Regions from separate parts of the Mus musculus genome. Here regions 1, 2 and 4 are each linked to region 3. The links are chromatin contacts, called in public HiCAR-type and promoter capture Hi-C maps. All regions are on one chromosome and are shown on one strand. The core of a region is the stretch at or near the end of the contact, and the rest is flanking DNA. Distances in the headings are between cores, read along the strand shown.

What was found. Promoter capture Hi-C pulls out the DNA fragments that hold promoters and counts their contacts. HiCAR-type assays count read pairs that join an accessible place to other places. Capture Hi-C pulls out chosen DNA fragments and counts their contacts.
Region 1: a HiCAR-type map of astrocytes shows a contact between it and region 3, with 2.4 times the contacts expected there. The contact joins the promoter of Erp44 here to the promoter of Coro2a in region 3. A contact is called at or near these places in 1 of 39 promoter capture datasets (hippocampal neurons) and 1 of 115 datasets of contacts at active chromatin or transcription factors (astrocytes).
Region 2: a contact with region 3 is called in a promoter capture Hi-C map of adipose tissue, with 2.9 times the contacts expected there. The contact joins the promoter of Zbtb5 here to the promoter of Coro2a in region 3. A contact is called at or near these places in 4 of 39 promoter capture datasets (hippocampal neurons, liver and pre-B cells), 1 of 484 Hi-C or Micro-C datasets (B cells), 1 of 115 datasets of contacts at active chromatin or transcription factors (pancreatic cancer cells) and 1 of 9 other capture datasets (adipose tissue).
Region 4: a promoter capture Hi-C map of liver shows a contact between it and region 3, with 5 times the contacts expected there. The contact joins the promoter of Tex10 here to the promoter of Coro2a in region 3. A contact is called at or near these places in 3 of 39 promoter capture datasets (the 3T3-L1 cell line, liver and stem cell-derived epiblast-like cells) and 1 of 115 datasets of contacts at active chromatin or transcription factors (pancreatic cancer cells).

The regions. Positions count from the first base shown.
Region 1 is chr4:48,277,949-48,283,852 of GRCm38.p6, reverse strand. It overlaps Erp44 (endoplasmic reticulum protein 44), which reads left to right and starts at 4,264. Exons shown (of 12, transcript NM_029572.3): 1 at 4,264-4,469. The coding sequence starts at 4,413. It overlaps Invs (inversin), which reads right to left and starts at 4,093. Exons shown (of 17, transcript NM_010569.4): 1 at 3,878-4,093; 2 at 498-627. The coding sequence starts at 603.
Region 2 is chr4:45,009,942-45,016,528 of GRCm38.p6, reverse strand. Zbtb5 (zinc finger and BTB domain containing 5) reads left to right here and starts at 4,117. Exons shown (of 2, transcript NM_173399.3): 1 at 4,117-4,305. It overlaps 1700055D18Rik (RIKEN cDNA 1700055D18 gene), which reads right to left and starts at 3,719. Exons shown (of 1, transcript NR_166789.1): 1 at 2,178-3,719.
Region 3 is chr4:46,599,322-46,605,538 of GRCm38.p6, reverse strand. Coro2a (coronin, actin binding protein 2A) reads left to right here and starts at 3,610. Exons shown (of 12, transcript NM_001164804.1): 1 at 3,610-3,722. It overlaps Tbc1d2 (TBC1 domain family, member 2), which reads left to right. Exons shown (of 13, transcript NM_198664.3): 13 at 1-1,149.
Region 4 is chr4:48,471,467-48,477,823 of GRCm38.p6, reverse strand. Tex10 (testis expressed gene 10) reads left to right here and starts at 4,361. Exons shown (of 15, transcript NM_001355740.1): 1 at 4,361-4,558.

The DNA.
Region 1 (5,904 bases), core at 3,015-5,514, 1.7 Mb before region 3:
TCCCATCTTCAATTGCTCTCTACCTTTTTCCTTAAAAAAAAATTACATTTATATATTCATTTGATATTTGAATGTGTGTGTGTGGTATAATACCCATGCAGCAGTCAGAGAACTTGCAGGAGTTTTGTGTGTGTGTGTGTGTGTGTGTGTGTGTGTGGTATAATATCCATGCGGCAGTCAGAAAACTTGCAGGTGTTGTTTTTCTCCTTCCACCAGATAGGTCTCAGGAATCCAACTCAAGTCCTCAGGTTGGCAGCAAGTACCTTCACTTGCTAAGCTATGTCACAGGCACTGAACCTTGAGTTCATCAATTCAGCCAGGCTGACCAGTCATGAGTTGTAAAGATCCTCCTGTCTGCCTCACATCAGAATTGGCATTACAGATATACCACACTGGCTTCTCAGCTCAGGTCCTCATGCTTGTGCGGCAGACAACTTTACCAAATAAACCATTTCTCCAGTCAGACACAGCATCTAAGTTTACAGGGGACTGCTTACCAACAATGAGTCTCTGAAGGGCACCTTTATCTCCATTAACTGCAGCGGCATGAACCTGAGATGCTAATGAGGACCCCGTAGAGAGTACATCCTCGGATATGTTCATAGTTTTCTCCACAATCCTAGTGACCTGAAACAGAAATTGAGTACAGTGAGTACAAGCAGAAATACTTCTCAAACCTGTCTTGTGAGTGCCAAATATGATTTATTATAGATATTTAAATAGGACTTAAAAACTCACTCCTACTTCTACAACTGCTGACATGGCAAATTGGATGGCTTCTGTACAACTTGCTTAACTATAGATTAGAAAATTGGGCTCTTTAGAGATCTTTCTCAAGGAATGAGAAAAGATGACATTTCCATTAGGCATAGAGTTTAAAAGTCACATTGACTTCTAAGATTAATACATTCGAAGGTCATATGATTCCATACAATACTTGTTGAGGTTAGCCAGCGTCCTGCTTTAAGTTACTCCATATTGAGTAAAATGGAGGGTTTTCGGCCTGTGCCTGGTCCTGAGACACTCCACTTTATTAGCTGCTTTTGAACTCTGTTTTGAGGGTAGATGATGACTGTGCTCTTGGATGGAAGTAAAACACTAACTCCTGCCCAGCTACCACTGAAGCACAGACTGATCAATGACTTACTCCTGAGAACAGAGAGGGCGGCATCCTATACACTTTTCAAGGTATACTGAGACCATGGGAGGATATGAGCATATTAAAATCATACCAAGGAAGCCACTTACTGGACATGTCAGACCAAGGGTGGGTTGTAACTTCCTAACCATGGGGTGGAAGACACCCAGCAACGCAGGGGCAATGACCCCCCACCAGACTATCTTCTGAGTTCTAGTGGATGTGTGCACTAAGGACTGGCAAGCACAGTTCTTAGCTTTCCTTGAGGGTCAGCTGGGTCCCTGGGTGTTTGACTTGGCCTACTTGACTGCTATCTGCCCATCCACCTATGAGCCTGTCTGGACCCAAATCCACTATTCCTCTTCTAATCTGGTTCTGTCCTCTTGTTTCTGCAGCCAACTACATCTTTGCCCTCTACCCTGACTCTCTTGTGGTCTGATTTGAACAGCCAACGGCTTGCTCTAAAACTGTTTTAGGGTTGTTACTTATCAAGACAGAATATGCTTGAATTTTTGATCAGCCCACTCCTGAGCTTGCACTGTCATAGCTTCTTTACATTGTATTCATTCTATAAACCACATATCTGCATATTTACTGTGTGCCATTTTGATATGAGAGTTAATAATAGTAATTGAGATCAGAATAAAAAAAAAAACAAACTACATATGCCCTGGCCAGATTACCAAAGTAGGTGGGATTAGCTAGCAAAAGGCTACCATTGGAACCATTATACTTTGTGATTTTATTGTCATTTACTAAAATCTGACATTGTAGAAAGCCTTAAACATGCTTGCATATGTTTCTGACGTAGTTCTTTCGAAACTGACAAGGATTATTGAATTGTTCTAATTTAGAAAATAGTAAATTATAGTAAAGGTTAGCTTTTCATTTAATTTGCTGACAATGTTAGTAAACATCTGGCAAAAAAAAAAAAAAACAAAAAACCAGAAGTGTTGGGAGCCACTTCTGTTTTGTCTGAGCATGTCTGACATGGTAGAACGAAGAGTGTCATGTAGGATTGTAGCAAAATCACTTGAGAGACTACAAAACAATGAGTGAAGTGAAAGTAGACTACATTTGAGTTCCTGGCTCAGTTGTGTTAATGATCACAGAGTGTCTTTAGATCTTAGTAAATATGAAAAATTAAAACGGTTAACTGTTTATTTAACAAGTAGAGTGCCAACTATTCTAGGTACTGTTCTGAATTCTAAAACATCATTGTGGATCCAACGTGAACAGAGTTTTAGGCCTGCTAGACCACAAAAAAACCTTACTTGCTACTTTGAAAAATGTTAAAATAGTTATTTCTATTTCTTTAATAATTATATTGCTTAACCACAATTCTAGCAGTCAGCACAGTAATAGGTATTCAGCTGGTGCTAAGTGAAAGCTATGAAATGTCATGGGTGAGTCTCAAGTCCAAAGGGTAAATCAGACCAAAGTTTAGCTTCAGGGAATAATGAGTTCTGTTCTTTTCTTCCTTCCTTTCTTTTCTTTCTTTTCTCTCCCTTTATTTTTTGAAAGATAGGGTCTTGAAATTCAAAGACTAGGTTGCCTGGGAATTTATTATGTAGCCCACACTGGCCTTAAACTCCTGATCCTTCCATCTCAACCTCTCAAGTGCTGGGAGGACAAGCATATACCACCATAACCAATCCTACTGTTTATCAATTTCTTATTTTAATGAAACTTGGGTTTGGTCAGAGAACATGATGAATGTTACATTGATAAGGCCACTGCCTTAGGAAATAGTGGGTTTAAGTATTGGCTCCACTACACTTTAATTTTGTCTCCCTGGGAAAGCCATTCCTCTAGGTGCTGTTGCTAGTTCTTCATCATTTTCTTCTTCTTCTTCTTCTTCTTCTTCTTCTTCTTCTTCTTCTTCTTCTTCTTCTTTCTCCTCCTCCTCCTCTTCCTCCTCCTCCTTCTTCTCCTTTAGCAGAGATGCTCATTTCCTTGTTGTCCCCACCCCAATAAATAATTTTTTATAGAAAGAAATCAAAGCCACTTTGTTAGTGCTTTAAAATGTATCATCATCATTAAATAATTATAAAATAAGCCTGTGCAATAAACACTCTAATTACTGCTATGCAAACGTAGTGGTGCTGAGCTCACACACAGAAAAAAGAAATTCTGCTTAGGAAGAAAGATTTGGTGACTGTGACAGATGTCAGGGGAATCAAATGTCAGAAGTGGTGACACTTGAGATGGCAAGCCAGAAAGAAAAAGGGTAAGGCCACTTCAGGCAGCAGGAAGGCTGAAGCAAAGAACTGGAGTAGGGAGAATCACAAATGAAGAATGCCTCCTAAGTAGTGATGATGTGGCTAACTTTCCAGGCACGTGGATCTAGCTGGATGTTCACAGAAGATTCTGGAAAGCTACCATACACCAAGTTAAAATCCTTTATTACTTGGTTACTTCGTAATTGTACTGTAAGAAGTGGTCACGGCCACTTGGGCACTGCGCTTTACAGTTTACAGCATGCTTTCCCATCCCTGTTCTCTTCGTTTCACGGACCCTCTGAAACAACCCTGGGTAAGTGATTGACCGAAGCCCCAGTGGTGATTCTCCTTATATAACGGAGGAAGTAGCACAGAAAGAAGAGGCAGCAGCTTGGAGGCCAGGGATGGAGGCTCAGGCCACACCTCAGATCAGGCGGGCCAAGAAAACGCAGCAGCAGCCCGGGGCGGTGCTCTCCATCCTACCCGAGCCGCCGATGCTGGACCGCTTCCTACTCACCCCTGACTCCAAGAATGGCGTCCCGGGGCCGCCCCAGGAGGCACAACCCTCACGGGGCCGCCCCTACCGCCAAGCCAGGCCACTGCGCCCACAGGAACAGACCCCAGGACACTAGAGCCCGGGAGCTCTGAAGAAGTAGCCTGGGGCTCCAGGCTGCACAGCCCTCTGGGAATTGTAGTTCCCGTCCCGGAGGCACAGAGGTACGCGGTCCCTTCCAATCCCGAAGAGCCCCGCGCACAGATGGCTTGGCCGTCGTGGGCACAGGGCTTACTGGGAAAGAGAGTCCCAGCTCTCCGATGACATGGTCAATGAAACTACAGTATGGACTACATTTCCCGACGTGCTTCGAGATGGGCAGGACCCGGAAGTGAGGGCGTGAGAGGCCTCTCTGGAAGTTGTCCCGGGTGTTCGCCGCTGGAGCTCCGGGTCGAGAGGACGAGGTGCCGCTGCCGCCGGCCCCGGAGCCCAGCCCTTTTCTAGCCCGGTCCAGTCCCAGCCGCCACCTCCTGACCCCGCCGTCGACCCCGTCGTTACCATGAATCCTGCGGTCTTCCTGTCTTTAGCAGACCTCAGATGCTCCTTGCTGCTCCTGGTGAGTGTATGTCGGGGTGACAAACCCTCCGACTGTGTCCCTGAACGCCTCCCGCCCTCCGCGAGGGGGAACGGTGCAGCCCCCTGCTTGCCTCGACTCTCCTCCGCTGGCGAGGCGTGCACCCCCGGGCACTACCTTCACTTTGGCCGTTCTTTTGGCTCCTTAAGCCTGCGGTCCACAAGGCCTGCGAAAGCACAGTCAGGGCTTGGAACCTGCAAATAGGAGAATTCGCCTTGGGGGGAGTGAGTGATCCGTGGGAGGGAGGTCACCGCTGAGGCCCCTGGAGTTCGTTTCAGTTTTGTGGACGTTGAGGACCTGCTTGGGGCACCAGAATCCTAAGGGACCTAGGGTACACCTAATGTTTTCTCCCACATGGAGGGGCGTTAGAAGCCGACAGGTGTTGGGGTCGTGTGAATCTCTCTCTGGATCCTTGAAACCGGCTGGCAAAGCCCTCTGTTGTGGCTTAATGTGATTGGTTGGAAACCCGGAACTGGAGTCTGGTTTGGTGTCGACTGGGAGAATAGGAATTTGAAAAGGTGGAGGATGTGATTATCTGACAGGCTCTGCTAGAGCCTCCTGCTAGCCTTGTTGCAACCTCTGCACCCTAGAAGCATACATAAATCTTGGTCAGTGCTCTGAACTGGAGAATAACCAGCTCTCCTGCATACCTAGGTGCTTGGTACTTCCCTGCCTGCCCAACACCATCCCATCTTAGAAAAGAATCTTCCCCCAGTTCTTCTTCTGAAGTCTATCTTGAGTATGCAACTTACTTGGCCTCTTCTTAAGGTCAAATTGAGACAAAAACTGAAGGTCTAACTCCATATGTGAACATGAGAGGAATTTAATTGGACCGTAATGACAGCATTTGAGAATACTTGAATTGTGGTAGATTCTTAGAAAGCTAAGATTAGCATCATTGAATATAAATTACTTTCTTCACAGCTTAAGAATAATAATTAACTTGCAAGAAGCTGTGTAGTTGGTTACAGGCGAAACTGAGTCTAGAAATAGATTTCTTAATTTGTAGTGTGTATTCCCCCGTATCACATAAAAAGTTTAATGTCTGCACTTAAAATACTTTTCATTCTCATTATGGCTTGAAAGCCATTTTTTAAAAAGCTATATATAATACTCTGCTTTTTTCAAAATAAAGTAGTGTAAACTAAATGAAATGAAAATAGTTCTGAAGGCTACAGTTGTGTATAAACGAGGCCACATATGTCTTCTTAGCACTTGTAAGTATATAGCAGTAAATTACTTCTATATAGAGGATCTCTCTCTCTCTCTTCTCTCTCTCTGTCTGTCTCTGTCACTCTCTGTCTCTCTGTCTCTCCCTCCCTCCTCTCTCTCTCTCTCTCTCTCTCTCTCTCTCTCTGTGTGTGTGTGTGTGTATGTGTGTTATTATGTACTGTGGCACCTTCTAGAACTGTTGCAT
Region 2 (6,587 bases), core at 2,868-5,367, 1.6 Mb after region 3:
GTTCCCTTTTGGGGCACCTCTTTGCCAGGATGGCATAGTCACTGGAAGTCCTCTGCACTGGCTGCTTTCTTACTGGTAAGAGAGTGAGGAGGATTCCCAGAATTACCACAGGCAAGGATGCAAAAGATAGAGATTCTGTCTGGGAAAAAGAAGGGTTACCCATGGGCCAGCTGGGTCAGAATTGTAGTGCATCCCAACGTTGCTCAATTAGCTGACAGTCGTCAAAAATACACGGACAACATACATATATGTATACATTAAATAATAACTGAATTGGGACAGAAAGAATGTTAGGAACCTTTTTCAAGTAGCAATCTAAAGTCAAAAATTTACAGTGGCCTTCTTTGGGATTAAAAGCATGAATTATTAAAAGTATGTAAAATTAGCCAGGCGTGGTGGCACACGCCTTTGATCCCAGCAGAGGCAAAGGCAGGCGGATTTCTGAGTTCGAGGCCAGCCTGGTCTACAAAGTGAGTTCCAGGACAGCCAGGGCTATACAGAGAAACCCTGTCTCAAAAAACCAAACAAACAAAAGTAAGTAAATTTTACCATAAGAATCTTTGCTTCTTAAATTTAGTTTGGAAATTCAGAAACATCTTGCATTCTCTTTGAGTGTGTTTTTAAGAAAAGGAAAATTTGAATTTTAAGTTGGGGGTGGGGCTGAAACTTTTCCTGTTTTCTAGGGCAATATCTCCATCTGCTGGTGTTTCAGGATATTGCCGATGGAGGAGGAAATGCAAGGGAGAGCCTGGTTTGCAGGGATTACCCAGAGCTCAGAAACCAACCATTGTTCATCTTATTTCTCCGCTTCCTTTCTTGCACCAACATCTCTCTCCCATTCTCCTCTTCTGTGTCACCTTGATCTTCTGTCTTCTCCTCTCTTCTTCCTTTCTCTTCTTTCTCAGTCGATGCAGGCTGCCTGAGCAAGTCTTTGTAAGGCTAACTTCAGAGTGGATGGATTTTTGTTTGTTTCCTTTGCACGGAGCTAAATCTGCTACAGCTTCAATCCCTAACTGAAGCTCTGATCTTTGGGGCCATGGAGAGATTAACCATGTTCCTGTGCCAGAGGCTTGCAAAAATCCCTTCTCTTCCTCTTCTTCCGCTTTTTCTTTCTCCTATGCTTTCCATTCACCAGCTTCAACAACTCCTCCCAGCACTCTGTTGTTTCTCACACACCAACACTTAAAAACAGTTCTTTTTCATCCTCTGGGATGCCATACACCACTATACCTAGATCTGATGTCCCACATGCATCAGTACCAATCTGCCAGCAAGCTGCACAGAGCAGAGAGTCCATCCTCAACTCCCCGCCCTACAGACCACTATGTGCTCTTATTTAGTTATTTACTGACAGGGTCTTGGTATATGTCCCTGGCTGGCCTCAATGCACTCCATAGATCAGGCTGGCCTCTAATGGGTCAGTGGAATGTTGGCTTCCTAGTATTTGCCTGATTGTGTTCATTTCCACATATTTATACTTCTTGATAACTTTGGAATAGCAGTAAACAAAACAATAACTTTTCTTTGATAGGTTCTTATTTTAAGGCTACCCTTACACTCAGCAAGTAGCCCAGGTTAACTCAGAACTAGAACTCCCCTTCATTCTTCTGCTGATAGTCAGGATATAGGTGTGTACCCACACTCACAACAGAGAACAACAAAGGTGACTTTGCTAAATTGATGCTTTTAACTTTGTTAATGTTAAGTCACAACATTCTTGCAATATTCTTTAATAAAAAGATGAATTGGGGCCAATGAGGTGGTTCCGTGGGAAAAGGCACTTGCTGTGAAAGATTAGCAACTGAGCTCAACCCCTATAAACATCAAAGCGGAGACAGAAACAACTGCAGCAAGCTTTTCTCTATGTGCTGAGGCACCTGCATGCATGCACATGTGCACATACACACACGTACAACAATAACAGTAATAAATGAAACATGGCAAAAAAATTTAAAATAAAAACAAAGAGCTAGGCGGTGGTGGCACACGCCTTTGATCCCAGCACTCGGGAGGCAGAAGCATGCAGATTTCTGAGTTTGAGGCCAGCCTGGTCTACAAAGTGAGTTCCAGGACAGCCAGGGCTATACAGAGAAACCCTGTCTCAAAAAACAAAAACAAAAACAACAAAAAAAAGAATCAGTGCTTTATATTAAATCTTGTTAAACATATAAGTGTTCTCATTTTCATGACATTTATTAAATCATTAAAACAATTACCAAAATAACACATATTGGATGTATACTAGTATAAAACACAGAAACTATGGATAATAAAATTGTAGTAACCCATAATCTCACATCCCTTTAAGAGAGCCATTGCTAACATTCTGTTTCATCTCTTGGGTTTATCTCTGTGCATATGCACTTTTTCTTCTTTAACAGGGTCTTACTATATAATCCTGCTTGGTCTGTAACACATTGTGTAGACCAGGCTGGTCTCAAACTCAAACTCATAGTGGTCCATCTGCTTCTGCCTCCCAGTACTGGGATAAAATGTGTGAGCTACCACACCAGGTTCTATTTTTGTGTAATTATTATTCTACTGTATTCGGCTCTGTATGCTCTCTTAAAAAACATTTTGTAGTGGGAGTGGATGGTAGAAAAGGGAGAGAATGTCAGGAGCTAAAGGGTTAATCTGGAAAGGAAACTGGGATGAGGGAAAGGGGAGGGTATTGAGGGCATCCTCTTCCCCATTTTAACTGGTCAATAAAGGCTGAGGCCTGTAATTGGGCAGGGGAGGGGAGAGGTGGGAGGTCTTGGAGAGTAGGGACAGGTAGAGAGGAGAAGGGAAGGGGAGAGGACTGAAGAAGAGGAGGAGCAGAACCACGTGGCCAGGAGAAACTGCAAATAGCAAAGGGTCTCGCAGCTGGGGAATAAGTTAGCACAGTGCTAGAGCTGTCCAGTCTAGGTACATAGCTTATATTTATAACTGGATTGTGTGGTTTTTATATGGGTTTATTGGGGTTGGGAACTGGTGCAAACTAAGGATGGATGAAGCCCTAGGAAACCCTATTAGCTTGTGAACCAACTAAGAATTTTATACTATCCTTCACTTGGGAAAAGGGATTGCTTGCTTATTAATTGACTTAGTAGGGCTCATCCCTTGTGGCCTGTCCATTCTCACGCAGGCGTGAACTGAGCACAAGGACAGCTGAGCCCAAGCCAGGAGGTAGCTTTAGTCTACGGTTTGTTTGAATTCTTCCCAGGACTTTCCGAAACCATGGTGATAAGCCCAGTAAACACTTCCTCTTCCAAACTGCTTTGTTCAGTTTTATCAAAGTAACAGGAAAGCTATCTAGAACACATAATCTTGATTTTACTGCTCGGTGGTATACCGCAAGAGGCCAAGGCGGCAGCCGGGCCTTCCTCTTTCCCACCCGGTCCAGCAGACTCTTTTGCGGCATTGATAAGAGGGCTGAGCCCTGAAGTTTTAAGGTGGTGGCGACTGTAAACTTGATTCTGGAGTTGATGGCTTGGTGGGCACACGTCGGACTGAGTTCCGACCCTCCCGTTGCTATGCTGGACGTCTGGGCAACTGAGACGCGATGCGGGCGACGATCCACCCAACCACCATTAGACCGACGGCATTTCCTACTCATTGTGAAGCTCGCCATTCGTCTCACTCGGCTTCTTGGGGTTCCGTTTACATCTTTTCTCAAACCTACAAGTTAGAAGTAATCTCCAGCTCACAGCGAGAGGAAGTCACCTGTCCTTCAGACTCCAGGTCACAGTCAGCGCGAGCCAATGGAGGGACTCAGGGCTGGCAGTAGTCATTGCGATTGGCTCAAGTAGACGGAAAACACTAGCTTTCCTTATTCATGCTGAGTTCTGATTGGGCGTGACATAAAATAGCTTTTCTACAGGCCAAACCTGGTGTTGCTAAGTGATAAGTCCCGCCTTCAAAGATCTTTGAGAACAGTTTTACGGGCTGTAAGGCAAATTGTGATTGGTCAGAGCGCTCACGGATGCTGTGGTAGTAAACACAGCCGGGGTCCTGGGATGGCGGATTGGTCAGATTTTCAGAACGTCACTCCTACTGTGGCCCCGCCCTCCTGATGATTGGCCATTGGAGGCCTGTGGAGGCGGTGACATGGGTACCTCACATCCGTTTACTGTAGGCCTCCGCCGGGTCCTCAAAGAACCGCGCGAACGGGCTGAAGGAGCCGGGAGCGAGGGGCGGGGCGGGCGGAAGTCACAGCCGGGGAAGCCAGTCTGGACCTTCCCGCCTCCTTCCTCAGGGTCGGTCCGAGCGGAGGAGGGCCACCGCCTCCTCCTGCGAGGAGAAGGGGGGCGGAGCCCGGCTCAGGTGAGGCGACCCTATCAGCTAGAGTGGCCTGGGCGCGCGCGCGCGGGGCGCGCTCACGTGCAGGCGGTTGTGCACCGGGAGCGCGCCGAGGCATCGGGGAGCGCGCAGCCGTTCCGGGGCCGCCTGTCCACCCTGTCTTACTGCTGAGGGGTATTGTTACCCTTCGCCTCGGTGGGGCCAGGAGGGTGGTAGCTCAGTTCTTGTGCGCAGGCGTCCCCTGTGTCCCGACGCCCGGCTGTCGGTGCGGGGTGGGCAGGGACTAGTGCCCTGCAGATCTGCTGCTGGACATGGAGCCTCTCGGGATGCTGTGGGAACCCGCGCTCGGGATCTGCATCCTAGCGGGATGAGCCGAGGAGCGGCTGCCCTGCGGGATGGAGGCGAGTGGCTCTCTTGATCCTGCCCTGGGTCCTCCTGAGCGATGAGGTTTCGTTTCATCAGAGCAAGGCCATAAGCTGTCTGGATTCGGGAGCCAGCGGCCGACGACAGGGGTGGAGTCAGCGTTTGGGAATGCCCCAACTTGTTAGACAAAAGTGTTTAGTAGGCATTTATTGAATGGCCACTTCTTCCAGGCTTCGTGCGAGGAGCTGTGGGGTGCGGTGGTAAGAGACAGCGGTCCCATCTTCCCCTGGAGGACCGACTGCTTAGCACATAAACAACAGTAGAAATAAGGGAGCGGTTTAAGGGTTTCTGCTTTGTTTTGTTTTTCTAAAGTGCCACTTACTATGGTCAGTCTGCGTCCGAGCATCGTGGCGAACACTGTAGGAACCACATTTTGGTTATTTTTATTTTTGGAGGAAAATTTTTGGGTCAAAGACTCTTGATTACCTTAGTAGCGTGATCTGAGTCTAGGTAATTAAAATTAATAAAATTCGCAATTTTCAAGGACTGAAAGAAAAACATTTCCAAAATATGTTCTTGTACTGCTGAGTTGAATTTACATACATTTAGGTTTTTAGAGATTGAAGGGAATACTGTGCCTTACTCGTTCGTGATTTGTCTTTGTATGACATGTGTACTTTATATGGTTTTAAAAAGTGGACCGGGCACTTCGTTAGTTTGCTAGAGATTTTTGCTTTCATTTTCTGAAAAGTCTCGTGGTTGGCAGTAAGCTAAAGGCTTACTGGGTAGGGGAAAGGAGATGGGCAAAAGAGAGTGTTAAGAGAAAAGCTTGCAAGCTAAAGGAAGGCCACTTTAACCCTTCTGGAAATCTCAGCGAGCTTGGGAAGAGGAGAGACAGAGCTGGCCTCTGCTGCAGCCTTGGTGACCCGCCAGGTAAGGTCAATAGATCGAGGGCTCATTCTGGGCACTGGGGTTTTGCTAAGTAAATGGAAGTAGGACTTTGTGAGAAGTCTGTTTTCGGAAGATTTGCTTTTTTTTCCCCCTTCCCTAAAAGTTGGGTGAAAACAAAACTTTTTTTTTGTCTGCTGGGGTGCTGGCCGTTTTTTATTCTAGATGTGTTTCCAGCAGAATTCTGCTGAATTGATGAGTAATGAGATTTTGGGGAAAAGCATTTTAAAGAAGGGGTGTTTCCCTAATTTTAAGGGTCAGTGTGTTCAGAAGAGACTACTCTAGACTATCCAATTAGAATTAAATTTAATTAGAATTTTTTAAAAAATTATTTGGACAGCAAAATGCACTTTTTAGTATTTAAAGTTCTTAACATTAGTTCCATCCTATTAAAAATCCTGTGCTGAGTGAGCGGCAGACGGTGCCTCCGTGCTGATAGACTCCTGAGTCAGCCTCCAGTTTTCCTAAGAAAGGGGGAAAAAAAGAACCCAAAATACAGCTTCCATGTTAACTTGCAACTCAGCTGATTTCTCAGAATGTAAATTAGCTGTAAATGCGTTTTCCTTGTGTTAGTTGTGAGCATGTGTGCTGACTGCACCTGCCCTTTATTAACAGGGATGCTATCTGCTGACTCCCTCGGTGTGGCAGGTGGGATGGGGTGCGAGCAGCACCACACTGTCTGTCTAAGGTGACTTCCTATGCTTAAAGACCAGACGCTTAGAATTCCTGCTCCTTACTGTTTCCTGGGCATGCCTTGGGGTTTTAGGTATCGTTCTTGTGGCTAAAAAGTTTTTATTATGGCAACTGGAGAGATGGCTCAGTGGTTAAGGGCAGTACCTGGTCTTCTTTTGATGCCAGCACCCACATGGTAGCTCACATTTGTAACTCCAGTCCCAAGGGATCTCACACCTCTTCTGGCCTCCCCATGCACATGGTGCATAGACAGACTTGCAGGCAGCTGAACGACCAAGCCAGCTCAGTCAGTCGGCGAGGCT
Region 3 (6,217 bases), core at 2,361-4,860:
CACCATTTCCATTCCGTTTGGATTTCGTCTTCTGACCAGGTCTCGAGGAACTCAGGCTGACCTCAGACTCCATGCAGGATCCTCCTGTCAGAGCCATGATGACATAAAGCAACATCCTTGCAGTTGATGGCGCTCCACCTTTAGGACAGAAGCCGTCTCATTACCAGGGCTCCTCGGCACAAGTGTCAGGAATGTTCCCGCTGGCACCCTCTGGCTCCAGGCCTTGGTCACCATTATGTGGCACCCCAAGTTCAAGGCCTGCATTTTCAGGGCATCTGTCTTTCCAGACAGTAGCCCCCCTGAGTTGCCACCTGGATCTGTGTGTTGAGATCGCCCTGCTCATAGGGACTATCTCTACAGCCTCATGCCTAAAGCTTGCCTTCTGTTTACAGCCCACTGGGTCATCCCAGGGGAGCCCCTGCCTGCTACCCTGAGGAACCTGATGTGGACTGGACAGTGGACCTGGAGCAAGCATCCACTCTGGCCTGCATCTGGCCTGTGGGGCCAACAGGGTAGGCTTGGGAGGGGAGCAGGGCAGCAGCCCACTCGGCTCACCAGAGCCAGTTGGTAAGCAGCCTTACATGGAGGGGACATGGCTAGGTGATGACCGGCTCTCCCAAAAGCCACCACCAAAAAGCCAAAAACAGGTTGAACTGTGGGCACAGGCTGCTGGATAAACAGTGCCCTTTCTACTACTCCCCCACCAAGCCACAGCCCCCACCTCTCCTCTTCCTCAACTCTCCCTAGAGGAGAACTCTGCCAAGCACTTGCGCTTCTCCTTGGGGGACCAACGCAGCTTTCTTACCAAGCTGCACTGTGTTCCAGCAGTGCTGGGCCTTGTGTTCAGCTACTCTTGGAGCCAGGAGGCTTAACCCTGGGGGGTAAGTGTTCTGGGATTAATTGCCTCCTCCAGCCCTGAACGAGCAGGCCAAGCTCCAGTAACAGGACTCAGAGAACTTAGTGTAGTGTCACACAGAAGGGGAGGGCGGCTCTGGCCGTGACTGCCTGTGGGCATACCCACAGGGTCAACTCTAGGAAAAGAAAAGGGGGAGTCAGGTGTGGGGTACACACTTCAGATCCCAGCAGTTCCAACACTGGACTACACAGCCAAACAGTGTCTCAAAAACCAAATAAATAAGAGAAAAACGATGAGTGTCTGGGCTGCCTGAACTGGAACAGAAACAAACAAGGGGTGCGGGCGAGCCTGAGACTCTCTGGGCTGCTGCTGGGGCAGAGCCTGCCCCTCCCTCAGGGCCTGGGGCCTACCCCTAGTGTCAGGTTCCTTGCTCGCCCCACAGCTGCTGCCCCTTCCCCAGGGGCCACTGCTTCAGAGGCTGGAAGATCTGATGCCACAGCCCCACCTTCCTACCCAGAACAGAGATGGAACTCCATGATCGACCCCTCCCACCCCTGGACCAGCAGGCCTTCTCAGAGAACAAAGGGACAGGGGCCTAGAGACCCCAAAGACTGGATGTGAGAGGGATACGCCCCCAAACTACTTTGTTCAAGCTTATATCCCAAATAGACCCTTGCCCAGGGGCTATCTTCTCCCAGTACAACACACACACACACACACACACACACACACACACACACACGGCCACATTCTACAGGACAAGTAGAAAGTCAATCAGTGATGTCTCCCAACCCAACACGTCCCATAGTGTCTGACCCCATAGTGTCTGAGCAGGCCCTGGTAGGCTGTGTCCCCTTGTGTGTAACTTAGGGGTTGTCAGGGGCTGCCTTCCACACCTGAGGTAGGATTAGGAACCGGTAAGAGGACACAGGGAAAGCCCCTCCCCAGACACAGAAGAGGCATGCCAGGTTCCAGGTCTCCCCTCTGATTTACGGGTCCACGTGCCCACAGTCCCCCAGATAATCCTGTCAAACAAGCCTGTCCCAACAGACAACTGGCCTGGCACCATGAAAAAAGAGTTTCTTTTAAGATGATTTTGAAAGAGACCTTCCAAAGGAGATGATGCGAGCGGGAGCTTGGGAATGATGCTGAGAGAGAGAGGACCACCAGACCCTAGCCTCCGCCTTTACTGTGTTGGGGCATCCAGATGAGTCAGCCTGCTCCAGGGTAAAGCCAAGTCAGAAACACTGTGGTGGGCCTGGCATGGTGGCCCCAGCCTTTAGGAGGTAGACAGGAGAATGAGTTCATGGGTTCTTCTTAGTTCATAGACAGTCTAAGACCGACCTGGGCTATGTGGGACCCTCCTTAAAAAAATTAATAAATGGGCTGGTAAAATGCCTAAGAGGGTGATAGTGCTGTCTCAGGAGCCAGGCAGCCTGAGACCTGTCCCCAGGAACCATGTAAAAAGCTGAATGCAGCCCTCCTACTTGGAGATGGGAGGCATCTGATATATTGCCCGATAGCTCAGGGACAGTCAGCCAGGAATATGTAGCATTGCAGAAATAAGATGAAAGGAAAGAACTAACTTCTGAAAGTTTGCACACACACACACACACACACACACACACACACACACTCGTTAAAAAGTGACAAAAATGTTTTAGATTACCATGGACCCTTGAGGGCAAAGGTCCAACTGCTGCGGTTGTGCGCTGTGTGCTTCTGCCAGTGCAGCTCCAAGCGGGATGCAGGGGGAATTCAGACGTGGGAAACCCACAGCTCTAGGAAGAAAACCGGCCCAGGGCCCTGTGGTTCAGCAGGAACTAGAGGAAGGCTTTAGCGACTGCTGTTCTAAAGTGATCAAGGACTCACCAGAGCTGAGTGTGGTGGTGTAGTCCTACAATCCCAGCTCCTAGAGGCTGAGGGAGGAAGATGGCTAGTTCAAAGCCAACCTAAGCAATTTAGTGAACTCTTGTTTCAGAAAAAGAGGAGAGGTCTCACAGTGTAGCTCAAAGGTAGAATACTTGCCTGGCAAGCATATGCACGGTCCTAATGTTCAATCCCACCATCACAAATCATACACACACACACATTAAATTTGTTATAGAGCCTACCAAGAACTCAGCTAAAGTCTCAACTTCTTGTCTATGAAATGGGAGTATTATGACTACATTGAAGGCGTTGGTAGATCAAATGTAATAAATTGTGTTCTTAGTTAACAATATATACAATACCTACTTTGTGCCAGGTACAGTGCTAGTCTCCCTCCTCCCCCCCGCCCCCCACCAAACACATCACTACAAGACACGAAGAACACTTTCCAAGACAGGTGGTGTGGCGTGGTTATTATGAAAGATATGACGTCCTATCTTCCATATTCAGTGAGCACCCGGCTGAAAGAGGGAGCGGCTTGGACGCAGCGCCCCCTAATGGCAGCAGTGGGAAGGATCTCCCGGATGCGCAGCCGCCCTCCGCTCTCCAGTTCTCCCGCCGCCTGCAGAGCTGCGGTCCCGGCGCTCGCTGCGGGATCCAGCTTCGAGCCATCTGGGAGGCAGGCGCGATGACAGTCTCCATCTCAGCAAGGGGAAACTGAGGTTCGGGACCCGAGTCCCACCCAAAGCCTGCGGCGAGAGCGTGTCGGAGGCGAGAGTGTGTGCACGCGGGACGGGAACCGAGCTGCGGGCGACGGGCGGCGCACAGGCGGGGCCTCTCCGTCCCGCCCCGCCCCGACCCCGCCCGGCCCGGTCCCGCCCGCCGGGCTGCGCGGGGAGGCGGCGGCACTGGGCGCGGGGACTCGGCGGGCGGCGCGAAGCGCGGAGCGGGAGCCGGAGCCGCCGCCGCCGCCACCTGCGCGGCAGCCAACAAGGTAGGGTGGGACCGGGCCGGGCGGGACGCTCGCTGCGCCCGGGCTGCGGCTCTGTGGCGGGAGGGATGCTGTCCCCGGCGTCGCGGAGACCTATCCTCCAGACCCCCGCACGATCTCACACAAAGCTCTGCCCCGCTCCAGTCCTCAGTTTCCCCATCGGGATACTGGTGCGGCCGCTCCCTCAGTGGGTGACTAGGAGCAGCGACCCCCAGGTTCGCGCTCCAGAGGTTAGGGGCCAGTCCTTACCGCCCGCGCCTCTTGCGGCGGTGAGCGGCCCGCCCTGGGCGCGGCAGCCAGTCTCGACAGGCCCCGGTGTGGCCCAGGTGCCCCGTGGACCCGAGTCGTGATTGTTCCTGTCCTGGCTGGGTTACCCGCGGGGGCCTCAGCTTCCAGTCCCGGGAAACGGTGGAGGAGGAAGCATCCCTGAGTCCCTGCCGAGGCGACCTGGGCGCGCGGGTGGGGCGAGCAGTCTGCTACCCAGACCAGGCTCATCGCCTGGAGCTGGAGGAGGAGCCCCGCGCTGGCAATGGCCAGATCTCAGCCTCAGACCTGCCTGGACCCGAGCCGAGCAAACACCCACCTGCATTCGGGCAATGGAGAAGGACGTCCTGGTCCGCGCCCTGGCCAGCTGCCGGAGCCCAGTTCTGCGTACCAGCCTGGTGGGACAGGGTTGGTACTACCACACTCGGTCCTCAGTCCACTTGCCAGGAAAACAGTGTCTCCGGGGGTTGGGGGACTGAGCATGTATCTAGGGGTGCAGTGACTCCAGGATCTTTAAAGACCTCTGGTGTAGGGCTGGGAAGTTCTATAAGATGCCTTTTGATGAAGGTCTTATGTTGCATTCTTCTCGAGATGGGGACTCTCACTAGCGAAACTGGGGAATCTGGTCCCACTGTGGCTGCAATCCTGATAGTGTCCCTTAGCTAGCATGTGGCCCTTCTGTCTCAGAGCCTGCTCTTCTGCGAATGCTCCAGGGACTTGTTCATAACCACCTGTGCCTCAGCACAGGAATGTGTCCTTACACGTCCCTCGCCTCCAGACATCTCTTGAGGGATGTGGAGGGAGAGAAAGGCTTAAGCCCATCTCTGGACACTTCTGCCTCATTTCCTGACATCTGTCCCCACTAAGGAACAGGCTCAGCACCTCCTGATCGCCTGTCTCCCTCTCCCTCACCCAAGGACTTTCTTAAGGCTAAAAGAGGAGACCCTTCCCTTTCCCCAGGCCAGCGCCGGTAGTGAGCCCTACGTCATCTAAGTGTACAGGCAGAGGGCTGGGTGGGCATCATAGGGTGCTGTGCGTTGCCAGGGCCAAAGCAGTGTGGCAGGGGACCTTGCCCTGTGGCCCCAACCTGGAGCTTCGCTGCAAATGAGTGTTATTATCCCCTCATAAAGGGAGACTAAGTATAAGTGTGGCTGCCAGAGCCCAGCGCCAGCTCGAAAGCCTAAGTACCACCTGAGTCCCCTGTCATTGGGAACGTTTGTGATCTGGGAGGCTACAGTGATGGCGCATGAGCAGGCAGGTCCTGATTATTACAAAGTCATCCCGAACTTTAAAAATGTACTGTGGAGTTGTGGATTCTCTGACCTGAAAGGGTCTCTAGAAACCATCTCATCCCAGGCCCTTATTCTAGGGGCAGTCTAGAAACCGTCTATCTCATCCAACGCTCGTATTCTATGGGCATATAATCACCTGTCCCAGGAGGGGGTGTGCCTGGTAAAGGCCACACAACAAACCAGCCAGGAATCCTAATTCCAAGAATGGGGTGCTTAGCAGCTAGGGTGCAGCTCAGTCGGCAGAGTTCCATCCCCAAAACCGAATCGACCGAACTTGGAGATTCACTTGGAGGATGGGGAATTCATCCACCAAAGCCAGGCTATCCTCTGCTACAAATGGAGATCAAGGATAGCCTGGGGTACATGAGACCCAAGGGGTGGGGGTGGGGACATAAAACATATCATAAATGAAACAGTCTCATTGCTTCGTAAAAGCAACAGGATATAAACATAGAAGGTTAAAAAAACCGTGCTGGTAGCCGGGTGGTGGTGGTGCACGCCTTTAATCCCAGCACTCGGGAGGCAGAAGCTGGCGGATTTCTGAGTTCGAGGCCAGCCTGGTCTACAAAGTGAGTTCCAGGACAGCCAGGGCTATACAGAGAAACCCTGTCTCGACAAACCAAAAAAAAAAAAAAAAAAAAAAAAAAAAAAACGTGCTGGCAAGGTTGCAAGCTTTTGCCTGAGGTGTGTCATTTTGTAGAGTAACCATAGAAACAAAAGTCTGTGAAATGGATCTACCTGCCCTTTGCTCCCAGGCCTCTCCTTCGGGGACTTCACCCCTGAGGAGGTCACTAGAGAGACACGGGTGTATTACTGCTATCCTGGAGTGTCCTGACAGTGAAGAAACATTCTGAGACTTCTGGGACACTGAAAAAAAGGCTAAGAGGCAACGGCAAGATAATACATACACACACACACACACACACACACACACACACATAC
Region 4 (6,357 bases), core at 3,112-5,611, 1.9 Mb before region 3:
CTTTTTTTCTGCTTGTCCCTTGCTAGTCACTGTCACGGGAGCACAGGTAGTGGTTACTAGGTGGCTACTCCATTCTGACGCTGCCTTTGATTACAGTTCACAGGTTTTCTGCCTCTTTCAGAGAAGTGTCACTAAGCCACCTCTGTGGCAGTAGCCAACATGTCTGTGTCTCTGGAAGTCTTACGTGGATTCTATCTTTAAGCACTCACATCTATCATCCCCTACTCTGTCCATTTGTTGTCTTTGATATATGGAAGTAGTTGCTTCCTGTGGTTGTTCACTGGTGGTAGCTCATTGTCCTTTCTTCCATTTTTGACATTTCAAGTAAGCATTTGATCCTTTTTTCCCCCTTGTTTGTTTCTGTTTGTATTTTCCTGCAGTAGGGTTCTCCCTATGTAGCCCAGGCAATAACTTTGAAACTGAAGGGCACTAGCTTAATGACTAGCAATTCAACTCCACAAAAATGTATGGCTTAAGCTAGGATTTTTGTCATGCTTCAGAGCATAGATAAAAAGGGAAAGAAGTTGTTAATATATTGTAGAGATGTAGGGATACAGATCTTGACATCTATACAGATGGCATTGTGTCCCCTGAAGGGCATTTTGACATTTTAACTTCCAGTTTCCTTGGATGTGTTGATTTGGAAATGAGGTCTTCATAGGAATGATCAAGTTAGGATGAGGTCATTAGGGCATGTTCAATCTTATGTGATTGGTGGTATCTTTATGAGACACTAGGAGTAGCCAGTAAGAAGCAGACTCCCTGTTGGGCAGACTGGCAGGGGAGCCATGGTGAAGTAAGAAAGGTGGTAGATTTCCAAGAGGGCCAACTTGTTCCTCACCCTCCTGACTTGAGCCAAAAGCCTGGCAGCTTAAAATTAAGGCTTTGTAAGATTTTGTCTCCTATTGGGAGACAAAAGCCTACAAAGCCCAATAGGAGACAAAATCTGAGATAAGCCAATAGGCCCCCTGCTGATGGACAGGCTCAAGGCCTGCTTAGGCCATGTCACACAACAGTTCTGGGCCAATCAAACCGTTCTAGCTTTCTTCAAACTGACCAACACTAAACACTTGAGAGGACCACTAGGCCTCAAGACTGGATTTGTGCTTTGCAGTGGGTCCTTTTTCTCTCTGCATCTGCTCATCCCCCAATAAACATCTTTTCTAAACCGTTGTTTCTGTTTGCCGTGCTACGTATTGTGCTTCAGATTTTTCCTGCCTGAATACAAACCTGATCAAGACCCTCAGGCTGTCTCATTTCAAAGACCCCTTAGTTTGCATTATTTATGAAAGTAGGAAGCTTGAACACATACACACAGAGGCATACCTACAGGGTAGTCGATGTGCACAATACAGAGAATAGGATCTGCAATGAATATCTAAGGCTTCCAGGAGCAAGGAGTGGAATAGGGCAGATTCTCTCTCTTAGTCTGAAGAGCAATCAACATTGTTGATGTCTTGATTTCTAGTGACTCCAGTCTCCAGAACTGAAGGCCAATGTATTTCTATTATTTTAGCCAATTGGTTTTGTAAGGGCCAAAGAAATGAACACTTGTGTGGCCAATTAGCGAGTGTTAGGAATACACTCCTCTTTACATTCTAGAATGCCTGTTTACTGTAAACAGTGCTTTTCTGGCCTAGGTCAAGAAATCTTGCTAATTAGTATTGTTATGTAACAAAGATCTCTAAGTAGATATTCCTTGTAATTGTAGAATTTGTCACTTACAAGTTGAGAAGTCCAGTCTTTATGCTCACAGTTTTCATGTTTTAGAGTAGAGACAATAAACTAGCAGCCTGTTCATAACTGTTTTGTTGGCACACACAGTTTTAAAACTCAGGGGGAATGTTATCTGTTTGGCAATTGTGTCAGTCACTTTTTATGGCTCTGACAAAAACCACCTGAGATAAACAATTTAAAAGAGGAAAGATTCACTCTGGTTCATGGTTTCATAGGGTTCACTTCATGGCCAACCGGCTTTGCTGGTTTGGCCCTGTGGCACCTAGAAAAGACAGGCTCACTTTGAAGTGGCCGAGAAGGAGAGAGAGAGAGAGAGAGAGAGAGAGAGAGAGAGAGAGGCATACTCAAAAGGGCCAGGAGCGCTTCACCCCCACCAGCCTTTCCTTCTAACCAAAACTACTTCTTATTGCTTATTCAGTCTGAACTTATCAATGGTAAGCTAATTAAATCATCCATGGAGTTAGCGTCAATCACCTCTCAATGGTGTGGTTAGCTGGGGACCAACTTCAAATCCAAAGAACACTACCCATATTTAAAGACTAGATTTCTTATAAACATTTCTGGGGGTTTAATTTTGCTCTGCATTCCTTCAGGGTAAATATTGCCCATTGTTCGAAAGTGACTGCTTTTTTTTTTTCCCACACCATTAATATTTATATTAGCCACACACAAAGCCACCAGGCCTGCTTTTCTCTGAGTCTATAATCTCTGTTCTACACCAAAATAGGAAACAAAAGAACTATGGCTGAACATTACCAAATAGCATGTGTTTTGTTGATATTTATTGTGGGCCTACTATGCTCCATACACTATTTTAGGTATTTAGGATATAGACTGAACCAAACAGAGGTGCAACATGAAACATATATTTTAGTGGTGAGTGAGGGGGACAGGTAGTAAGCGGTATGTAAATTATACAGTACATTAGAAGGTGGTACACCCTAAGAAAGAAAAATGTTGAGCAGAGGAAGGAAATGTCTATATGTAGGACAATATGTTATGATTTTTAATTCAGGCCACCAGGATAGGCATACCTTGAAGGTAGAAGATGTTTGAGCAAATTCAAGTGAGGGAAATTTGTCCAGTGGATTTACTGGGTTGTGTACTTCAGGCAGATAGGAATATAAAGAAAAGGTCTAACTAGAAAGATAAAGGGGTACACGTCTCTTGTATTTAAGGAGAGCAAAGAAGTGAAGGTCACAGGAACAGAGAGAAAAGGGAACATAGCAAAACAGTGCTCAGAGGACTGCAAAGGACTGTTCCAATATGGTAGGATTTGAGGCCATCAGAAGGACTCTAGATTTGGGGGGGTAAGTGACATGGGGAACCACCGAAGAGTTTTATAGTGACATGCTTTGCCATATATAAAAAAATATTCCGAGAACTGCTCTGCAAATGTTAGACTGTATGGGGTCTAAGATGGAGAGAAATGTGTTCCCGGCTCTTTCCTCTGATCGGGGTGATGTGGACCTTGAAGGTAGCCAGGGAGATGGTGATTAATAGTGGAAGTCAGAGCCAGCTGGTTTTTCTCCTGGGTTAGAAGCCACATGGTCTCAGAAAGATGCCAGCTTTTAAGGTTTGGCTTGAGTAACTGGCAGGATGGGATGCTATTTAAGGTGAAGAGGTTGTAGGAAAATATTTCAGAATGGATGTGCAGAGTTATCTTTTAGTCCTTGTTGATACTGAGATAGATATACATTGCAAAGCTGAAGGGAGAAGTTCTGAATAAGCTGGTAGCATTTTGGAGTTTAGGGGGCATATCTAGGTGGCATAAGCCTTTATAATTTTTTTTTTATTTTATAGTTTTACATATAATGTCATCAACTCCCAAGGCAGGTGCGGTGGGGGAGGGGAGGTTGTCTGTGTGGTGGCTTTTTGGCTTTATTCTTTATTCATTAACACAGAGGAGGTGTGACCTTAATTCTGATGCTTGGGTCTCCTGAATTTAGTTATTATCGTTTTATCCCTACTTCGTATATTGAACCTCAATATAAGGTATTAGGCTTTTCTAGTTCTTATATGTAGGAAGCTGCAAAGACAAATTTGACTCTAGGCTGACACTCTATCTGTATGCTTTTCCTTATATGTGGCTAAGTCAATCTTTAGATGGTTTTGTTTTCAAGATTTCTTTCTTCACATCTTCTTTGTAGGCATTTTAATGTCTCAAATTTCTCTAAATCCACTTACTTTGATTAGTAGAAGTTAATTATATGCTGAAAATGTTGAATTGGGGAAAACCCTGTCCTAGGTTTCCGGGACTCTGCCACAAGGTATAGTTTGTAACCTCTTAGCATTTGTCTATTTGCCTTTAGTCCAGGTTACCCTTCCCAGAAATGCTATCTTTGCTGTCCGAAACTTTTTCCTTCCTCAATTAAGCTCAGTTTATACTTTTCTCTAGCTCCAGGTTTGAAGAACTGAAGTCCTTGGGGGGAGAAGACCGCCTTTCAAGCTGTAACCAGCCAACATCCTCCAAGCCAAGGATGCTGGAAGACCTGACTCGGCTTGCTGGACCCTAGACCCTCCTCTCTTTCCTCCAGCTTCCGGCGCAGCCCCTCTTAGAGGGGGCGTGGCGTGCAAATCTGGACCCGCCCTCCGGCTGCGCGCGATTGCGACCTGCGGTCACGTGAGCGCGGCGAGGGAGGGCCCCCACTTCCGGGCGGCGGAAGGAGACGCGTCCGCGTGAGGACGAGGCGATTTGAAAACACGCTCTGGGAGCGAGCGGAAAGCCTGCGGCCGGCGGTTCACGGCGTGCTCCTGCGGGGCTTGACGGTCGCTCGCTCTCCGCCGCGTCTCCGCGTTCCGGGTCCGTCCGGGCTCTCAGGTGAGCGGCGTCTGTCTGTCCTGCACGGCTCTTCTGGGGCGCGGACACGCGAGGCCCAGGCGGAGGGACGGACTGTGGCGGCGGGTAGGGCGGCCGGGGTCCTAGCTGTCCCCCCACCCCGAGCGTGAGAGCCGGCCGAGGGGCTTCCGAAACGCCTCAAGCGGCCGCGGTCCGATTCGGAGGCTCGGCGGGTGTTAGGCCGGCGTGTGGGGGTCGGGCCAGAGACTCCACTCGACGTCCACTGAGGTATAGGAACCATGGTTTTTCTTTGGGAAAAAAAAAAAAAAAGACAAACGGAGTTTCCATTTTTGGTGTGCGAGCTCGAAAACGGGCGGGCGGATCTGATCGCTGCCCTCCTCCCCCTCCCCTTGACGGAGGACCCTCTCTTTCTGCCCCCTCGAATTTGGGGAACTTTGGAGACGCGAAGGGTTGGAGAGAATCACCGTAGGCCAACTGCTGCAATGCTTACTTTCTCTCCTTGATTTCTTCCTTTCTTTTGGAGAGCGGGAATAGTTGGAAATAAGGAGGAAAGGTAATGGGCTGGCCGCAGGGCAAACTACTTGGGAGTCTGCTTAAGTTGCAGTCTTTCTTCCGCTCAGGTTAGCATTAAGACTGACCTGCAGCAGGCATGTGTATGTGTATGTGTATGTGTATGTGAGTTTTCAAGCTTACCAAAAAGGTGATCAAGTCCAGTGAGAGCTCAGGCTCCGAGGCTGGAGTTAGCTTCCTTGTACTATCTACTGCTGTAAAAGTGGTCTAGTCTAGTAGAGCTATTTGACTTCCAGTGTTACGAAAATCTTTAAATGGAAATAATAGCAGCATCTAATGGAACTTTAACCAAGTTCCTAGTGGGAAAAAAATTGTCAGTATGTTTCTGTAAATAATTGTCGAGATTTAAAAGTTATTAGCCCTCATAATTTTCCTAGCAGACTGATGAGAGTGTACTTGAAGTGATACGGCACAACTTACTGAGAATGAGGTCTGATGTAGATTGCTAGAGACAGACCGACCGACCCATCATCACACGTGAAAGAGTGCCTAGAGGATAATGCAAGATGTCACAGGGTCAATTTTTCTTTCTTGTGAACCGTTTTCTTTTATCTCTGGAAACACTACTGATAAAATTGTAAGAAAAAACTTACAGAGTATGCTTGCTTAATAGGTAAAAACCAGCTTTGTATTAAAAGGGATGAGTCCCGGGGCTTTCTGGGTGTGTGAGGCTTGTATGTTTGGTAGGTGTTGGTCCTGAGGCTGACTAACACATGCATGTGTGCTTGAAACAACTGTCAGCTTACAGCTCTGGGTATGGTAAGCATGGACAGGGCAATTACTTATTTAATCTGGTAAAATCTGGTAACTGTACCTTGGCTTATAGATACATAACCACAGTAGAAAATATGTTTGGATAAGAATCACACCGATTCTAGAAATAGTTTTTTTTTTTAAATGGAGATGGTATTTTGCTGTATTGATCAGGTTCCTCAAAGTGCCTGAGCTCAAGCAGTCTTTCTGCAGGTCTAGTATTGACACAGGCAAATGCACTGTGCTCCCTTTAAAGCCAGCTCTTAGCCTCTTGTGTAGTAGGCAACTTCTACTTAAGGGGTCCTAAGGTCATAAATCTATGAATTTGGATATGCTGTCTTAGCAGAATTCATTCATTCATCCATTCATTCTATCAGCACTGTAAACTTTTATTTATTTACTTTTAAATCTCCCATGTGTAGCATTATGACTTTATGACCTAAGGTAATTCTGTTAGACCAGAAGTGCTCAACTGGGTGTGCAGTGGAAGACAGAAT